2 separate regions of the Rattus norvegicus genome follow, and region 2 is linked to region 1. The links are chromatin contacts, called in public Hi-C maps. All regions are on one chromosome and are shown on one strand. The core of a region is the stretch at or near the end of the contact, and the rest is flanking DNA. Distances in the headings are between cores, read along the strand shown.

Region 1 (5,206 bases), core at 1,455-3,954:
TGACTTCTTAATTTGCTGAATTCCTGAGTGAGGTCTCTTGTCTCCTGCACTGTGAGCAGCCCACACTGCGCTATTTCACTGAGTCTTCCTAGAGAACATCGTATAGTATAGGAACCATAATCCTCCCATCTTCCCAGTATCCTGTATTTGGGGGACGTGGGGCTCAGGCAGGCTTGGAACCTTGATCAGAGTACACAGGTACTAAATGAAAGACCCAAATTGTCCTCCTGACTTTAGCACCTGGACTTTATCCAATGAAATATTCAACTAATGATAATTAAATAGATGAATTACTTCGGCTAGAGTGTTTACTAACATCAGGTAAAATTTGTGATGGGGTCTTCTAGTTATCATTTGATATTGCATGCATGGTTTCTTTTATTGTCTCTATGAAAAATTCCTAAGAGGCCAACTTACAAGGGGATTTGTTCTAGGCTTCAATCCATCGTGGTAGGGAAAGCCTGAAGGGATATCTTACATCATGGAAGCTGGGGTTTCATCTAACCTGTGCCCAGTGGGATGGTGCCCAACACTTTTAGGCCGTGCCTTCCTTCTCCACCCTCCTGGCAGACACACCCAGAGATGGGTATCATCACCACTTTGGTGTTTCTCAGTCCAGTCAACTTGATAAGGCGATTAACCATCAAACAGGACACTAGGTACCTCTGTGACAATGTGTATGTCTCCATGCTATCCAGGCATTGCTGTATTTTAAGGGAGCCCAAAGGACGGAGCGCTAAATATCATTGCTCTCTCCTTCAACTGGGCGACCATTTGTCCATTTCTCTTTTCTTTTCTCTTTTCTTTTTCCTGTCCTCCTCCTCCTCCTCTTCCTCCTCCTCCTCCTTTTTCTTTTCCTCCTTTCTTGTTCTTTGCTTTTTGAGGCAGGTTTTTTTCTATGTAGCCTTGGCTGTCCTGTAACTTGCTTTAGAGACCAGACTAGCCTTGAACTCATAGAGATCCAATGTGCCTCTGCCTTTGGAGTCCTGGGATTAAAGGTTCATGCTACCAACCCCTGGCCATTTGTTCAGTTCTATCTAGCTACCCTGATTACGTCTTTGCATTTGTTTGACTTTAGGACATTTTTTTTTTTGTTTTTTTTTTTTGTTTGTTTGTTTTTTTTTTTTTTTTGTTTTTTTTTTTGGTTTTTGTTTTTTTTTGGTTTTTTTTTGTTTGTTTGTTTGTTTTTTTGTTTTTTTACCAGAGGGTTTCACTATTAATACAGCTTGGTGAATGACCAGAAACTTGGTGGATCTTGGTGAATTCTTGGTGACTCTCCAAGAAATTCACAGGCTTTGCCATGTGAGTAGCACTTAAAGGTGCCTGAGACCCAAGCCAGCCCCCTGTACTATTGGAGCAGGTAAAGCTTTCCTACAGGTGTGCCGTTCCCAACCCTTGAGGTCTTCTCAGGAAGTCAGTGGGAGAAGTCCTGTGATACTTGGACATAGGATGGCCGTTGTCCCTGCTTTCTGAGTTCTCCTTTTTCAACAGAAGCCAGGGGCCAAGCCTGGCTCCTTCCTGAGATTTTTTTCCTCCCTCGGATTCAGCAGAGATCTTTTTCTACAAGTCCCAAAGATGTTTCCCCCCACTTTACGAGTGAGGAAGCATGGATCTCTGTAGAGAAGTCTGCAGCCACTGGTTCTAAATGTTCAAGGAGAAAAATTAACGTATTGATAGCCTGGGCCTGCTAAGAAGGACAAACACAAGATCTGACTCTTCCTGCCCGGTGCACTTTCCGCCTCTTGCACACATGCGCCCCCTGCTGCCAGATGCTGGAAGTGCACCCGCGGGTGGGACCACGAGGACCACAGCAGCCCTTGTTGATACCTGCGTAGAAAGATTGCAAAGGAGTGGCCAAAGACGAAATCATAGTCTTCACATTTTCTCAAAAGGACCGAATTAAGCTTTTTTTGTTTTTTTGTTTTTTGTTTTGCATGTCAGGCATATGCTTTGTAATAAGAGATGAATAAACACCTCCTTGAAAGGTTAAACAGACGAAAGCGCTTCGGGGTTGGAGTCAGTCAACACAGATCCAGGCTTTGATGAGACTAGACTTCTTTACCTGTACTTTGAACACAGTGACATTGTGCATTATTGTGGAACATATCCATGAAGAGGAACGTATTAAATATTTTATAGCATAAGCAAAATTACTGTGTGCTGTCTAACAACCTCTCTCCTCTCCCTCTCTCTCTGCCTCCCTCTCCTTTCCCTCTTCTTTCCTCCTCTTTCTATCCCACCTCCTCTTTCCCTCCCATCCTTTTTCATACATCTTTAAGTGGACATCACAGTGAAGCAACCTAACCCTCCAACAACCCAAAAGGAAGTAAGGCAAAGAAAGCACAGCCACAAACCGGAAGTAACAGAAAAAAAACCCCCTGTATCTCCGGCAAAACAGTAAAAAGTGAAAGAAAGGAAGAAAGAAAAAATAAATAAAGAAGCAGTGTTAGACTCTGGGGAGATCAAGTTAGATTTAGCTAGCATGGGTTTCCAGCCTGGCTTGACCCCCTAAGTAGGGGGTTTTAGAGATGACTGAGTAATTCTTGACCTCTGTTTGACCCATAAACAGGAATTCTCATTTGGCATTGTAGGAGCTCTGGAGCTAGTAGGTTCCTGCCTTTTTAAATGTAGGTCTCTCCTCCTTTTCGCCGGTGGCAGTGGGCGGGCCTGGGCTCGCGGCAGGGAGGGGCCACCACGCCTGCGTCCTCCTGGGAGCCGCCCTGCCCTGCTGCTGCAGGCAGCTCCGTGCCCTGCTGGCTCCCTCCCTTCCTGTAGCAGCCCTGCCACGTGGTAGATTGGCTACTTCTGGGAATGTGAGAAAGCACTCCACCGAGGGCCACACCAAGAACTTTTACAGCTCTGTGGATTATGTTAAACTTTCCTTGCAAGCATCTGTTTAGAGACAAACCCCTAGATGTTCTCTATGGCACAGAAAAACAGGGGGTGACAGAGAAATCAAATCAACCAATCGGGACAGTGTTGGTTGTGTTAGCTTTGTCCTTCAAAAATCTTCTTAATTCTCTTGCCTCTTCCTTCTTGGGGGGGGGGGGATTTTAAGGTAAGGGAGTTTTAAAAAAAGATGCCAGTGAACATCTTCATCACAGTTTTCCTGAAAGTTTCTGCCCTAGGACTGAGGAAGAAGACAGCAGCCCTTCTGGCCCCGAACCTCTCCCAGTAAAATGCTTGAGGAAAGGGGACCTAGGTCTCTCTTTAGAGTAGCCCCAGTACATGGTACAGCGACCTGAGGACAAATAAAAACATTCTTAAGGTTGGATCTTGCCAGACGTAGACGGCTTAGCCTATGACCTCCCACTGTGCATGTGCCATTGAAAAGTGTTCTGGCTGCTGATAGACTTGGTGGTTTCAAAGTGTTTAGACCTCTGAGCCTCTTTATGACTGTACGCCTGTAAACAGGTGGAGTCGAGCCTGTGGTATTGATGGGAGGATTGAGGAGGCCAAGGCCACAGAGCTGGTTTCCTGGGAGGTCTAACCTAGGTCAAGGTCTGAATGCAGTATTCCGTACCAGTTATGATGGGTCTGCCAGCTCTCCTTCATGGTAAATTAAATAACTACCCTTTTAAAACATAAGTCAAAATAAATGTATACAGTCACAGGACCTATGTATTGTGTATTTATATTACAAATTAAACAGGGTGTGTTTCCAATGCAAAAAAAAAAAGTCACACTCTGGTACCCTCTTCAATAGAGAGCACATTTTAATAGGTAATTTATTTCTACAGCTCAATAGTCAAACTCTAGAACACACTGTACCTGAAAAAGCCTTGACTAAACCTCCCTCACAGCATCTGATTTCTTCAGGTTCTTTTCTCCTTCATCAATAACCATTTTTTAAAATATTACTTGTTTATGAAATTCTTAGAGATTCAGAGCCTTACTGTAAGTTGAGTTGCACATGGTATGTTTTGAATTGGTTTCCTTCAAGTGATGTCAGGCTTGCCTAAACAATTTGCCTCTTACCTGGGAACCCCAAGGGTCACTGAGGAGCCAGTAGGAGGGCTGCAGGAAAGAGAGCCTGAGGTTTGAAGCTCTAGAGGCTACAGGAGAATAGGCCAGCTCCATATGTTCAAGAATCCAGCCAGACAAGGCTGATCCCAATGAGTCCTGGGGTTCTTGCCTGACACTGATGAGGGTTGCTAGCTGTTTTCACAGGGAAAGCTGTCTAAGAAGGAGCTGTGAGGAAGTCTGGGACAGGCACATGTCAGATCACACAGATCCAGCCCTCCCACTGCTTACTGATGTGCTTGTGAGAAAGAACCCCCAACAGAGCCGAGACTCTCCAGAGGCTCTCAGGCTTGAACAAGGCAGGTCAGCTGGCAGGCAGGGGAGGGTGCAGAGTCAGCCTTGGACTTGTTTGGACTTCCGCCAGGTCTGTTGTAACAAAGTGCAGTAAATGGCAGAAGTTCCCCATTTTTGTGGTAATAGATGCTGGAAAGCCGAGAGTCTGTGCATGGTAGAGCCCCTTCTGGGGCTTGAGAGCCTTTCTGGGGCTTGAGAGCAATGATCCATTCCAGAACTTTCTCCTTGTCTTGTATGTAGTTGTCTGTTTTCTGTGTCTTCATCCTTTGTGTTTATCCAAGTTCTGGGATTAAGATCTTCCCTAATGGCTTCATTTTAACTTCACCTTTGTAAAAACAAAACAAAAGCACTGTAAACAAAGCTACATTCTTGAAACATTGTTAAAAATTTATAGTAACATCTTGCCTGGGAGTAAGTAGCTGCTGTGGTTTGAGTGTGTTCCCCAAAGTTCATGCGCTGAGAGCTTTCCCTCCGTGTATTAGTGCCAGGACATTGGGCTTGATACCAGGTCATTAGGACAAGAGAGTTCAACGCAGAAGTGGGTTACTACGGTGGGAGTGCTAGACTTAGTATAAAAACATGCCTGGCCTCTTTCTTGTTCACTTTCTGTTCCCATGTACTCTCTAGCTCTCCTACAATTTGCCCTGGGATGACCCAGAACAAAAGCCAGCACTTGATAACATTCTCTTTATAAAGGTGTCCCTGACCTCTAGAACAGTGAGAAATCTTTTTTCTTAAAAACTGCACACACCTTTAATTCCAGCACCGGGAGCTAGAGAGGCAGGAAGATCTCTGAGTCCGGGGCCAACCTGGTCACCATACAGGGTGAGTTCCAGGACAGCCAGAGCTTTACAGAGAAGCCTCATCTTGGGGGAAAATTTCCCAGTCT
Region 2 (5,384 bases), core at 546-3,045, 210 kb after region 1:
AGAAAATTCCTTTTCTAGTGACTTACGGATTTTTAGCTTGTCCTATAGTGATGGCTGCACAGGGCCCAGAGCGAATCCCTGAAGACAGCGACACTGAACTGTGGGCTTTAAATGGGTGATTTGTGCAGTGTACAAACTATATCTCAGTAGAGTTGCTTTTTAAGTAAAATTAAATGAACTTTTTTTTTTTCCAAAGAAAGAATCCCTTCCCAGAGCTCATGCTACCCTCCCCCTTCAGGACCATCCCTGTACCTTAGGAGGCTGTAGGGTATAGAGCTTCGGAGGCCAGTAGGCTGGTGTAGTATGAAATATCAGCAGACATTCACCCAAGGGCGGCTGTAGGTAAAGACATGGAGCCTCCTATGCACCCTCCTGCTGGTCACACCCAGCCTTCACTAAGTCCACAGATTTGATCCCCCTGAAAACATTGCAAACTTCTTGCCATTGTCACACTTCGACATCTTACTGAAACCTTTAATAGTAACAAATTAAGCTAGATAAGAAAAGCACATCTGCAATTCTAGTACTCACAGGATTGGGAGTTCAAGGCTAGCCCTAGCTACAGAGTTCAAGGCCAATATGAACTATATGAGACCCTGTCCTTGCCTCAAAATTAAGAATAACAAATCAAGGGGTTGGGGATTTAGCTCAGCGGAAGAGCGCTTGCCTAGCCAGCGCAAGGCCCTGGGTTCGGTCCCCAGCTCCGGAAAAAAAGAAAAAAAAATAGTAGAAAAAAAAAAAAAAAAGAATAACAAATCAAAACTTTCCACTTTGGACTTTGTCCTGGGGCACACACACATGCTCTGAATAGTCAGTTGACCCCAAGGAGGAAGTCCCTGCCAGCTGGGTGCTGCAATCAAGTCATAGTCACCTGACTCCCAGAACACCCAGCTCCTATGCTGAGGATAGAAACCTCGGCTCTATTCCCTTAGCAAGCAGAAGTGATCAGGGTGATGATGTTTTCAGATCACTTCACGAAGTGGAAGAACTTCTGTTTGAATTCCAGAGGCACATCGGGAAAAGTAACAGTGCTAGCGTAGCAGTGTTAACAAGCGCAGGAGCAACCAGCCAAGGCAGTCACAGTGGTTCTGGAATGATATGCCAAGGACAACACATATACACACAAAACAAAACAAAACCAAAAACTGAGCAAACAAAAAACTTCACATGAACAATCAGATCCTTGGCGTGAAAAAACTCCATCTTGAGCTGGAGAGATGGCTCAGCGGTTAAGAGCAACTGACTGCTCTTCCAGAGGTCCTGAGTTCAATTCCCAGCAACCACATGGTGGCTTACAACCATTTGTAATGAGATCTGATGGCCTCTTCGGGTGTGTCTGAAGACAGCTACATAAAGTAAATAAATTTAAAAAAAAAAAAGAAAAGAAAAACTCCATCTCAAAACAGGTCTTTATTTACTACAGAAAAGCAAGGTAAAATTGAACAAAAATCAATCTTGCCTGGGAGGTAGAATATGCCTGGAACCCCAGTATCTGAGAGGCTACAGCAGAGGTTTCCAAGTAAGCCCTGCAGAGCTAAATCCCATCTCAAAGAGGAGTAATTAAAAAAATAATCACATCTGTCAACTGGACACTATCTGCTTTTGTCCTTGCCATAAAATCCTGGAGAAAAAGAGACTCTTCCCATAAAGTCCTGCGGAAATCACAACTCCCTATTCAAATAAGTTGCAAGTGGGCAGAAGTACAACTATCTTAACTCCAACAGAACAGTACTGGGGGAAGGAAACAAGTTCTTTCTTGGGCATAGGAGAGCAGGACCACCAAGACCAGGGAGAAACACTGCCACCAAGTGGTGGCAGGCTCTCCAGTCACCCGAGGTTGCCAGGTCTTGATGTGACAGCAATACTTCAAAAGCTTCCTAAAGAAAAAGAGCCCACAAAGTCTGACCTTGACTCAGGCAGTGGGAGGACAGGTCCATCTTGGCTACTTAGGAATCTCCCAGGAAGACCAGGGATAAAGTCCAGCTGGTAGAGTCCTTGCCCCACAGGTCCCTTAGTCCAACCTCAGCACTACATTAAAGAACAAAACAAAACCCAGAAAGACAAGATACAACCACCAACAAAAACCAGACACACCTGTAGCACCCCAGCACTCAGAACTGGAGGGAGAATCAAGAGTTCAAGGGCAGCATCAGTTACACAGTGAGTTCAAGGTCAGCCTGGATCAACCCATTTCCAACAATGAATTCCCCAGATGGCTCTGAGGCCCAGTGAAAGACACACCCCTGAACAAGGCAAAATGACTGCACAGAGACGGATATGGTGTTTGCATCATTCCACTACGTCAGCCATTAAAATCTCCCCAAGACACATAAATTCTTGAAAACAAATTAAGTCACTAAGTACTTCCTACCTCTTGCCCAGTAACATAGAAGTCACACTGAAGATTCCTTACATGCTTTAGTTTGGCCTTAACTGTTTACATCTAGGGTTATCTAGCCTAAAGTTCTTCATGTTTTGAGTAGGGCAGGCTGATCTAGCTGTATTCACAAGCTAAAAAAAAAAAAATCTCTCAACATGGGCTTCACTGGACTATATACTCACAAAATGGGTTTCAAGTCAATAAATCATTCTTATTTATGCCAAAAAGACTTTCCTTCCCATTTTCAAGACATGTCAAGATCTGAAGGCATCTATTGTTGGTGAAATGCACACTGTGATATGAAATACTTAAATGAAATGAACTAGATGAAGACTAAAACTGTTCCCTGGCACAAACAGAACAAAAAGATTTCCTCCGTTCCAAGTGGAGAGCTGCCTAAAAATTATTTCATAATGACAAAGAGTTCTCTTTTGATGGTATGCTGAGAAAAGAAACTAGAGGATGTGCACCACAAACTACCTAGTTAAAAGCTGGTTTCCAGCATCCTGTGCTGTCCTGACAATTAGGTGAGAGTCCTTGACAAGGAAAACAAACTTGCGTACAAAGTACATCCTTGGAGCAGAGCACTGGGCAATGCCTGTAGAGGATGAGGGTAGACAGGGATTTCCCAGGTCCGTGTTTACCCTCTTACTCCCTATCACTGTACCCCATTGCACCCTGCTTCCTTACACGCACACCCCTTCTCATCTAAGGTCACTGGCAGCTCAGTGGTGGAGCACTGGCCCAGCAGGCAGGAGGCCCTGTCTTCATTCCTGTCTCCACAAAGAAAACAAGAAAGTCATTGAAACCCGTGATTAATGGAGGCCTAGAGCAGCCTCACAGAGACTAGGTAGGCCTGAAGACCCAGGTAATACCCACCGTAGCTGCCTACTCTAAGCATTATCTATTCAAAACAGGCTATTTGCACCAGTATCAGTAGGGCAGAAAGCCTTTCAGAAATGGAGGAGCAGCCTGGGATGCAACTGGTCCCACCTCAACAAGATCACCAAAGAATCCCAATCTCATTAAAGCTAGTGAAATCCATGTTCTGATCCATGAATGGACAAAATCACTTAATAGACAAGTGTGTGCACAACTTTGTCCAGGGATGAGTGCTCCCACTTGTCTATGGGAGGAACAGTGAGGCTCTGACAATCAGAGACTTAATTCCAAGGTGGAACATCTCTGTCCACTGCTCAGAGAAGCCAGTGTGTGCGTGCCCTCAGCCGTGCCCTCAGCCGTGCCCTCGGATGAACTCCTGAGCACACTCAACCTACCCTGGCTTTGCTTGATTTACTAGCACTCTTGTGATCCCACCCAGGATGGAGTGAATACTTTACCAAGTATGGTCCTTTCAAATAGTGCCACGAGTCCTCACCCAGAGAGCCACTGGCTTTCCTGGGTTTTAGAGACAACAATGGTAAGCAGCCACCACCATGTGGGAGCATCGGTAAGCCCTGAACTTTATATTTAAGCCACCAAGCCACTTTTAGCATCTCATTTCATGATCTGTGTTTGCTTCGTTGTGGAAACAGTTGTCTCGTCCCAGTGGAATAAAACTCGGTTTCCTATTTATCACGCAGCTTTGCTTCCACATGGTGAGGGCAGCATCACACTTAACCATCTGGATGCAGGGACCGAGCCTCTGCAGGCTCAGAGGCAGCAGCGCTAGCCCTCTCAGACTTTGCTAATTTAAACTTGTCAGTCTCACTAGTCATTGCTGAACTCTAGAGGGGAGGAGGGGCCGCAGGAGTGCAGCTCAGCAGTAGAGTGTCTGCCTGACATACGCAAGGGCCTGTGTTCTATCCATAGCATGGGTGGGAGACAGACACATTTGAAGATGTTTCCCTAGCTTTATTAGACAGTGAATTTGTAAGTACAAGGTAACCCCTCCTCACATAGGTTCTAATGACGGTATTGTCCAGTCTAACCTCTTCACTATTACCCTCCCTGTTCACTCCCTATTTCCCCTCTATTTCATGAATTTTGTCCTTAGAAACTAACAGCCTCACAGGCCACTGCTCTTGCAGTAGCACCATTACTAAACAGCAAACACCATGCTTTCAAATGACAACAGGCTTGTGTTAGGAGCAAGGAAGGCTGCCTTGTTCTTATACTTAGGGAAACTGTAAGTTTTCCCTCTCAGTGTAGCTCAAGATTGGACTCCTGGAGTGTGGAGTGTAAACGCAGAATAGACGCATTGGAGCGTCTGAGCTTGTACAAGGAACCACCGGAGTTGTTTTCTACCAATACTTCATGATTTTCTTTTCTCATATTATGAATTGTAAATACTTGCCAGTAGTGAGGGGACATGCCTTTAATCCCAGCTCTAGGAAAACTGCATTCAAAGCCGGCCTGGTCTGTCTATACAGAGTTTCAGGACAGCCAGGGTCACATAGTGAGACCCTGTCTCAACACCACACATACACTTAGATAATGTTTCTAATTAGCAATCTGCTCCCTTATCTAGGTGCGGCAAAAGTCATAAGCCTACGTTACCATGAGAATTTTAGAGAGTTCGATCTAGCTAGAGGTTCTCTCCAGGGAGAACTGGAGTCTGAACAGAAGTTCCAGGGCCTCCCTTGTCCCTGCCTGAGATGTCAAAGTGCTGCTGCTGCTGCTGCTGCTGCTGCTGCTGCTGCTGCTGCTGCTGCTGCGCAGGGTCCTGAGTGACCTTTCTGTCCTTCCTTAAGTTCATCTCAAAAACTGCCTCTGACACTCCAGCCAAGTGACCTACTCTCTACTTCCCTCCTCTGTGGTGTTCACAGGTGAGAACCTTCATGGGTGGCCTTACCTTCATATCTGCTTGGAGAATCACAAGCCTTCTGTGGAGTGGCCACTCGGAGGAATATCTGCTGTCTCCATGAATGCCGCCGGGCCTTCACTGGGGTCCCATCTGTGTCACCCAGGTGGTTTGCTTTGGATTCAAAGTCCCTAAAATGGTAAGACAGCTGATGAGTGGTGAGGAGGCATCAGAGTTATAGTTCTGCTGACTTTATCTTTC

What was found. Hi-C and Micro-C count contacts between places; a contact is called where the count stands out from the background.
Region 2: a contact with region 1 is called in a Hi-C map of liver, with 3 times the contacts expected there. The contact joins two enhancer-like sites. A contact is called at or near these places in 6 of 12 Hi-C or Micro-C datasets (Schwann cells, frontal cortex, kidney and 3 more).

Annotation. Positions count from the first base shown.
Region 1 is chr14:44,140,852-44,146,057 of GRCr8, forward strand. It overlaps LOC134481747 (a long non-coding RNA gene), which reads right to left. Exons shown (of 2, transcript XR_010057514.1): 2 at 3,694-4,642. Among named protein-coding and RNA genes, the nearest start is that of Mir328b, 130 kb to the left of the region's middle. Within about 2 kb of position 2,705, at least 22 of the 93 cell types and tissues checked have an H3K27ac peak or open chromatin away from gene starts, as enhancers often do. A contact at or near this core is called in liver, where this site is marked.
Region 2 is chr14:44,354,301-44,359,684 of GRCr8, forward strand. Tbc1d1 (TBC1 domain family member 1) reads right to left here. Exons shown (of 22, transcript NM_001427317.1): 14 at 5,175-5,314. Among named protein-coding and RNA genes, the nearest start is that of Tbc1d1, 130 kb to the right of the region's middle. Within about 2 kb of position 1,796, at least 5 of the 93 cell types and tissues checked have an H3K27ac peak or open chromatin away from gene starts, as enhancers often do. A contact at or near this core is called in liver, where this site is marked.